2 separate regions of the Mus musculus genome follow, and region 2 is linked to region 1. A link is a contact called in public promoter capture Hi-C data. All regions are on one chromosome and are shown on one strand. Each heading gives the region's core, a stretch centred on a gene start, on an enhancer-like site or on the middle of the called end of the contact. The rest is flanking DNA. Distances are from core to core; before and after follow the strand shown.

The links. Capture Hi-C pulls out chosen DNA fragments and counts their contacts.
Region 2: a contact with region 1 is called in a promoter capture Hi-C map of adipose tissue. The contact joins two enhancer-like sites. A contact is called at or near these places in 2 of 484 Hi-C or Micro-C datasets (Th2 cells and neutrophils), 2 of 115 datasets of contacts at active chromatin or transcription factors (extraembryonic endoderm stem cells and intestinal villus epithelium) and 3 of 9 other capture datasets (adipose tissue, liver and pancreatic islet).

The regions. Positions count from the first base shown.
Region 1 is chr10:91,000,063-91,003,205 of GRCm38.p6, reverse strand. It overlaps Apaf1 (apoptotic peptidase activating factor 1), which reads left to right. Exons shown (of 27, transcript NM_009684.2): 23 at 2,077-2,196. Among named protein-coding and RNA genes, the nearest start is that of Apaf1, 81 kb to the left of the region's middle. Within about 2 kb of position 1,580, at least 22 of the 459 cell types and tissues checked have an H3K27ac peak or open chromatin away from gene starts, as enhancers often do. A contact at or near this core is called in adipose tissue, where this site is marked.
Region 2 is chr10:91,154,959-91,158,101 of GRCm38.p6, reverse strand. It overlaps a transcript of Tmpo not described here. Among named protein-coding and RNA genes, the nearest start is that of Tmpo, 15 kb to the left of the region's middle. Within about 2 kb of position 1,536, at least 62 of the 459 cell types and tissues checked have an H3K27ac peak or open chromatin away from gene starts, as enhancers often do. A contact at or near this core is called in adipose tissue, where this site is marked.

The DNA of each region.
Region 1 (3,143 bases), core at 331-2,830:
ATATACCCAGAAGATGCTCCAACATATAATAAGGACACATGCTCCACTATGTTCTTAGCAGTCATATTTATAATAGTCAGAAGCTGGAAACAACCCAGATGTCTTTCAACAGAGGAATGGATACAGAAAATGTGGTACATTTACATAATCAAATACTACTCAGCTATTAAAAACAATGACTTCATGAAATTCACAGGCAAATGGATGGAACATGAAAATATCCTGAGTGAGTTAACTCAGTCACAAAAGAACACACAGTATGTACTCTCTGATATGTGGATATTAGCCCAAAAGTTCGGAATACCCAAGATTCATTTCACAGACCATATGAATGAAGCCCAAGAAGAAGGAAGACCAAAGTATGGATGCTTTAGTGCTTCTTAGAAGGGGGAACAAAATACTCATGGGAGGAAATATGGAGACAAAGTGAGGAGCAGAGACTGAAGGAAAGGCCATCCAGAGACTGCCCCACCTGGGGATCCATCCCATATACAGTCACCAAACCCAGACACTATTATGGATGCCAACAGATGCTCACAGCCAACTGTTGGACCGAGGGGGGGGGGTCCCCGATGGAGGAGTTGGAGAAGGGACTGAAGGGGCTGAGGGGGTTTCCAGCTCCATATGGGGAGCAACAGTGTCAACTGGCCGGACTCCCCAGAGCTCCCAGGGACTGGACTACTAACCAAAGAATACACATGGAGTGACCCATGGCACTGGCCACATATGTGGCAGAGGATGGCAGTGGGAGGAGCAGCCTTTGGGCCTGAGGGTGTTTGATGCCCCAGTGTAGAGGAATGCCAGGGCGGGAAGATGGGAGTGGGTGGGTGTGTGGGTGGGTGGGGGAGCACCCTCAGAGAGGCAGGGGGAGGAGGGATGGAATAGGAGGTTTGGTGAAGTATAGACCTGGGAAGCAGAAAACATCTGAAATGTAAATAAAGAAAATATCCAATAAAAAAAATAATAAAGAGAGCACCAATCACATGAATGAAGGTAGGGCCTTCATATCCCGATCAACTCCCTTGTTACCTTGGGGATTTAGTTAGAACCTAAGAGTCTTGAGTGGATGATAGGTGCCTTTCTTGAACTGTCTGCCTGACCCTTTCTATCCCGTCCTCTGCAAAAGCAGCCAGTCTCTTACCTGCTGAGCTCTCTTCCCCACCCCAACGCCCCTGAGCCCTGGCCTCTACCAAGCAGTGTTGAAGCCATCACTATTTTGAATTTCACAATACTCTTTCTTCAGTCGTTTGTATCTTGGTGACAGATTTTTTTTTTAAATGTCTCATTTCTCAGGTCTGTTCACGGTAGGCCCTTGTTTGATTCACATTTGCCTGACTTGGAAACATGTTTATTAAATTAATCGAAGTTAAGGGTTTAAAAGCCGGCAAACACTGTTGCTTTGATTTAGTAATGGACGTTCCGCATATTGACACGACATAGAAATTTCTGTTCACTGCTGTGTCTCAGCTGTTGGTGTTTGTTATTTTGTCCCGGTTGTTGGCACTGCTTCAACTCTTCCCTCTCTCTCGTGGCTCAGAGCGTCTCCCCCGAGCCACATGTGACTTACAGTGCCTACTGCTTCTTCTTGGACACTGAGAACTACGTTAAGGGCTATCTCCGACTTGGGCAGCTCAGAAGCTCCGTGATCCATTGTCACATGTCTCCGGCTCACTGACCTTTCTGGGCGGTTTTCCTGGCAACAGTCTGCAGTATTACCCGGTTTGTAGGCTTGCAAATCTGCAGATATATAATTGGGACAGTTTTCTCTGGAAAATTTAATCAGATGGTGAGCTCACTGGCATATTGTAGTTTTTTTTTTTTTTTTTCTATCTTGTGGTTTAATTAACTACTCTCTAAGCAACTGAAGAAAACAAATTTTATTTAGGAGGAAAGTGTTTTATTTTGTCCCCCGTATCAAGCTAATTAACTTCAACTTTTTCTCTTTGTGGAACACGGAGACAGTATTCTTTGTTCCTTCTCTGTTTGAAACACTGTGACAAGAATTAAGACTACATACTCTTTCCAGTGGGATGTTACTGGGGAAGGTTGTAACAGACTTATTTCTTTGCTATGAAGGTATGGAATTGGCAGACAGGGGACTATGTATTTTTGCAAGCCCACCAGGAAACGGTAAAGGACTTCAGGCTCCTCCAAGATTCAAGATTGCTTTCTTGGTCATTTGATGGAACGGTGAAGGTAATTCACATACTAGATTTTTAAAAAAATGGTTTGTTGTCTTTTAAACTATTTTGAAAATATTCTTTAAGTTTATTTATTTATTTATTTTTACTATGAGTGTGAGTGTGTGACTTGTATGAATCTGTCTGTGGACCCTGTGTGTGTGTGGTTGGTGTCCTCAGAGGTCAGAAGAGAGCGAGGACCATCGGATCCTCTAGAACTGGAAATACAGATACTTGTGAGCGGGGTGCTGAGAACTGAACCTAGGTTTTCTTGAAGAGCAGTTAGTGATCTTAGTTCCTAGGCTGCCCTTCCAGACCCAAATACCAGATTTGAATGTATGTATGTATGTGTGTGTATATGTATGTATGTATGTATGTGTATGTTATTTTGAAGCAGGGTCTCACTATATAGCCCTGGTTGGTCTGGAACTTGATATGTAGATCAGGCTGGTCTTGAACTCACAGAGATCCACCTGCCTCCTGAGTTTCTGGGACTTAAGGCATGTGCATCACCATACCCAGCCCCAGGTTGTTCTTTTAAAGAAAACATTCGGATCGTGCAGTAATTATAAGTGTGACAGCTTTAAAGCACATGAATGATAAGTAATTAAATGAAAAAAAAATCAGTATTGTGCCTGTTTTCTATTCAGTGTGGTCACCTTCATCTGTTATATGTTTGTAAGCATTTACGATAAAGGAAGCTTAAGCGATCAGAACAGCTACTATTCTAAAACTTGGTTTTTTTGGGGGGGGGGCTATGTTTTGAAGCTGATTTTGTTCTTTTGAAAATTTTTACTTGTATGGGTGTTTTGCTTGCATGTATGTGTGTAGCACCCTTGGAAGCCAAAAGCACTGAATCTGCTAGAACTGGAGAGAGATGGCTGTGAGCCACCTTGTGTAGGTGCTGCAAACCACACCCCGCTCCTCTGGGAAAGCCGCCAGTGCTCTCGACCGCTGAGCTGC
Region 2 (3,143 bases), core at 287-2,786, 150 kb before region 1:
AGTTTGTTGTTCATCTATCTTTTCCATGTTCTGTCTGCCTCTGGTTTCTGTGGTGTTTTTGAAACAGTACTTCACAATGAAGCCCTGGCCTGCCTGACCAGGCTGGTCTCTAACTTGTAGAGCTTTCTGCTTCCTGAGAGATGGGATTACAGAGATGGGATCCCAGTTGTGCACCGACAGGTCCTGCTTCCTTCCTTCCGTGTGATCGGAGGGGAGAGGCAGGGTCCTGTTCTCCTGACCCTTTACAGGACTACAGGAGTGTACCACCAATCCTGGCCAAAAAATGGTTTACTGCATAATTAAGTTGAGTCTGAACAATACGTCTATACTAATTCCCACCGTGGCTGTTTCTCCGTCCTCCGTTTGGCGACCGTAGTTAACCATGTCGGTATTTCCTGCTTGCTGCAGGTGGCAGGTGGTTTTCAAGGGTTTTATCTGTTTCTTGATACCCTGTGTAATCTGGCATACTGGGGCTAGACCTGCATGTGGCAGTGCAGAGACTTGGGCCTTTTTTCCTTTTGTAGTCACAATAAAAATGTTTGTCAGTTCTGGAGTAGTCTCGTTTTAACTGTTAGAGTTAGACTATGGACTCCTATCTATTTAAATAGAACTATGGAGCTGGTGACTACTGTATTGGACAGCTTAGCCCTAAAGGGTTGGTCTGGGTTTGGGTTCAGTTTCTTTGAAAAGAATACTTCATAAATGATGTTGTAGCCTTCCTACTGATCATTTCAGGAAATATGAATTTCCTTCAAAACTATTAAAATTAATTAATAGTTCAGCTGTTGGTCTTTTCAGTTAAGGATTTTAACAGCTGTGAATAATACTGCCTAAACCCGTGACTTTATTATAGTCACAAAGTGATGACTTCTCACCATGTGATTTGATATCTGTGACTGATTACCTCATGTTCCTGGGTAAGATCCTTAGCTGCCTTAAAGTTAAGTTCAAATAAAACAGCTAGGAAAAACTGGATTTGAGATGCGGTTTCTCTGTGTAGCCTTGGCTAGTCTGAGAACTTGCTCTGTAGACCAGGTTGGCTCAAACTCACTGATCCAAATTCTGGGATTAAAGGTGTGTAAAACCACACTGGATAACAATTTTTTTTAAAAACAATTTATATTTTTTAGAGATTTATTAATTTATTATATATAAGTACACTGTAGCTGTCCTCAGACACTCCAGAATAGGACGCCAGATCTCATTACGGATGGTTGTGAGCCACCATGTGGTTGCTGGAACTTGAACTCAGGACCTTCGGAAGAGCAGTCAGTGCTCAACTGCTGAGCCATCTCTCCAGCCCCAATAAATTTTTTTATGCTGTTTTGTTTTGTTGTGTTTTTGAGACAGGATTTTTCGATATAGTCTTGGCTGTCCTGGAATTTACTCTGTAGAACCGGCTAGCCTTGAACTTACAGTGATCCCCTGCCTCTGTCTCTTATCTCCTGAGCACTGGGATTAGAGGCATGTACCACCACTGCCTGACTTACGTATGATTTTTACATTCCTGATCACTGAATACAGTCATTACCCCCACCATACCCAAGCCTGCTGCAGGCTGTACAGTTGCTTTTCTACTGGGCTGATTCACAGCCAGATAGGTGGAGTCTAGAGTCTGCTTCCTCCCTTTGTGTCCTTTCTCTCCTCTGTCCCTAAGGAGGAGAGTTTGTGAGCATGTGATAACATCTCAAGCTTACAAATCCAGCCTGTAAACCTGGGTTCTCACGCGTGTCTCGTGCTGAGCGTCTTGGTCCTTCTAATTGTAGTTTTCCTGCATTTTATGTGTTTCAAAATAACACTAAGGCTGCTAAATGGAATCCGGTGGGGGTTTGTTTGTTTGTTTGTTTGTTTGTTTTTCATTTTTCATTACTAGGATATAAAGTAAAATACTGTGCCTAAAATATTTACGTTTTTAGGCAATAGTTTAATGGACTGCTGGAGTTTTATGTGACATAGGAAATAAAGACTATCGGTTGTTTATATTTGCTCCTTTGCATCAAACATTCCTTCCTTTCATCCATCTTAGCATTCATTCCCGAATGAAAACACTCTCCCTTGTCCCCATCCCTAGGATGGCTGCAGCCTGCATACTGAGATTTGTGGATGGGCTACACTTCTATTCAGCTACTTTGCTTTTGGTGAATGTGAGGGTTGGTTTCACTGTGGGCTCTTTAAGCCAAGACAAGCAGCCTTCTTTCTGCAGGTAGCATTTTGTCTCTGTTGATGTATGAGTGAAAGCGCTTTCTAGTTTTTGGAGTGCCTTACCAAATGTCTTTACATCACAGACCTCTACTGCAGTATTCAAGTGTGGGTAGTGAACGCTTCAGAGTAACTCAGCTCTTTATCTTTACTCTCGCTCCACGTTTACATGTTCTCTCGACCCTCCCTCTGTCCTGTGAGTCAAATCCAGCAACTCTTACATGCTGTGTACTTACTTCGAGACAGTCTCACTTTGCAGCCCAGGCTACCCTCAGGCTACTCAGCCTGGTGGCTCAGCATCCTCTGGTTTACAAGTGTGCAGCACCATGCAAGACTTGTTATATCTTACTGTAAAGTAGTACAGTATGGGGTTTTTGTTAGTGCAGATTTAAGAGCCCAGCTCCTGTACCCTCACACGCCTAAGCTCTTTAATGCATTCTGACTTATTCCTCACCTAGTAGCTTCATAGAATTCAGGGAGAAAAGAATTGTTTCCTCTACTTTTCCCCAAGATAAACCAGGACTTTTCTAGGGAACAGCTTGCTGATGATAGGTGGAACTGTGAATCTTACTTGGCCTCAAAGCATAGAATACTCACATTCTGTATATACTAGTGAGATAGTCCTCTGTGTGATTGGTGCATCTTTCCAAATTCTGCTATTGGATGATAATTTTATTAATTTTTATTTACATTCTCAAAGTCAGTTGCTGTGAGTGGCAATGTGTGCTTATGCTGCAGCACTGCTAGGCAGGCTCATGAGACTTGAGAGCTGGAGGCCAGGGCAAGAGAGACAGGAATGTGTCACCAGGATTCAGAGCACAGACCGACGGTGTGTCTGATTTGGACATTTGACTGATAATAAGAATTTATTTTGTTACCATGGTCTGCTTTCTGCGTTTTATTTACATGATGTGTCTTTGACATCAATTTTACATTCAGCAGAG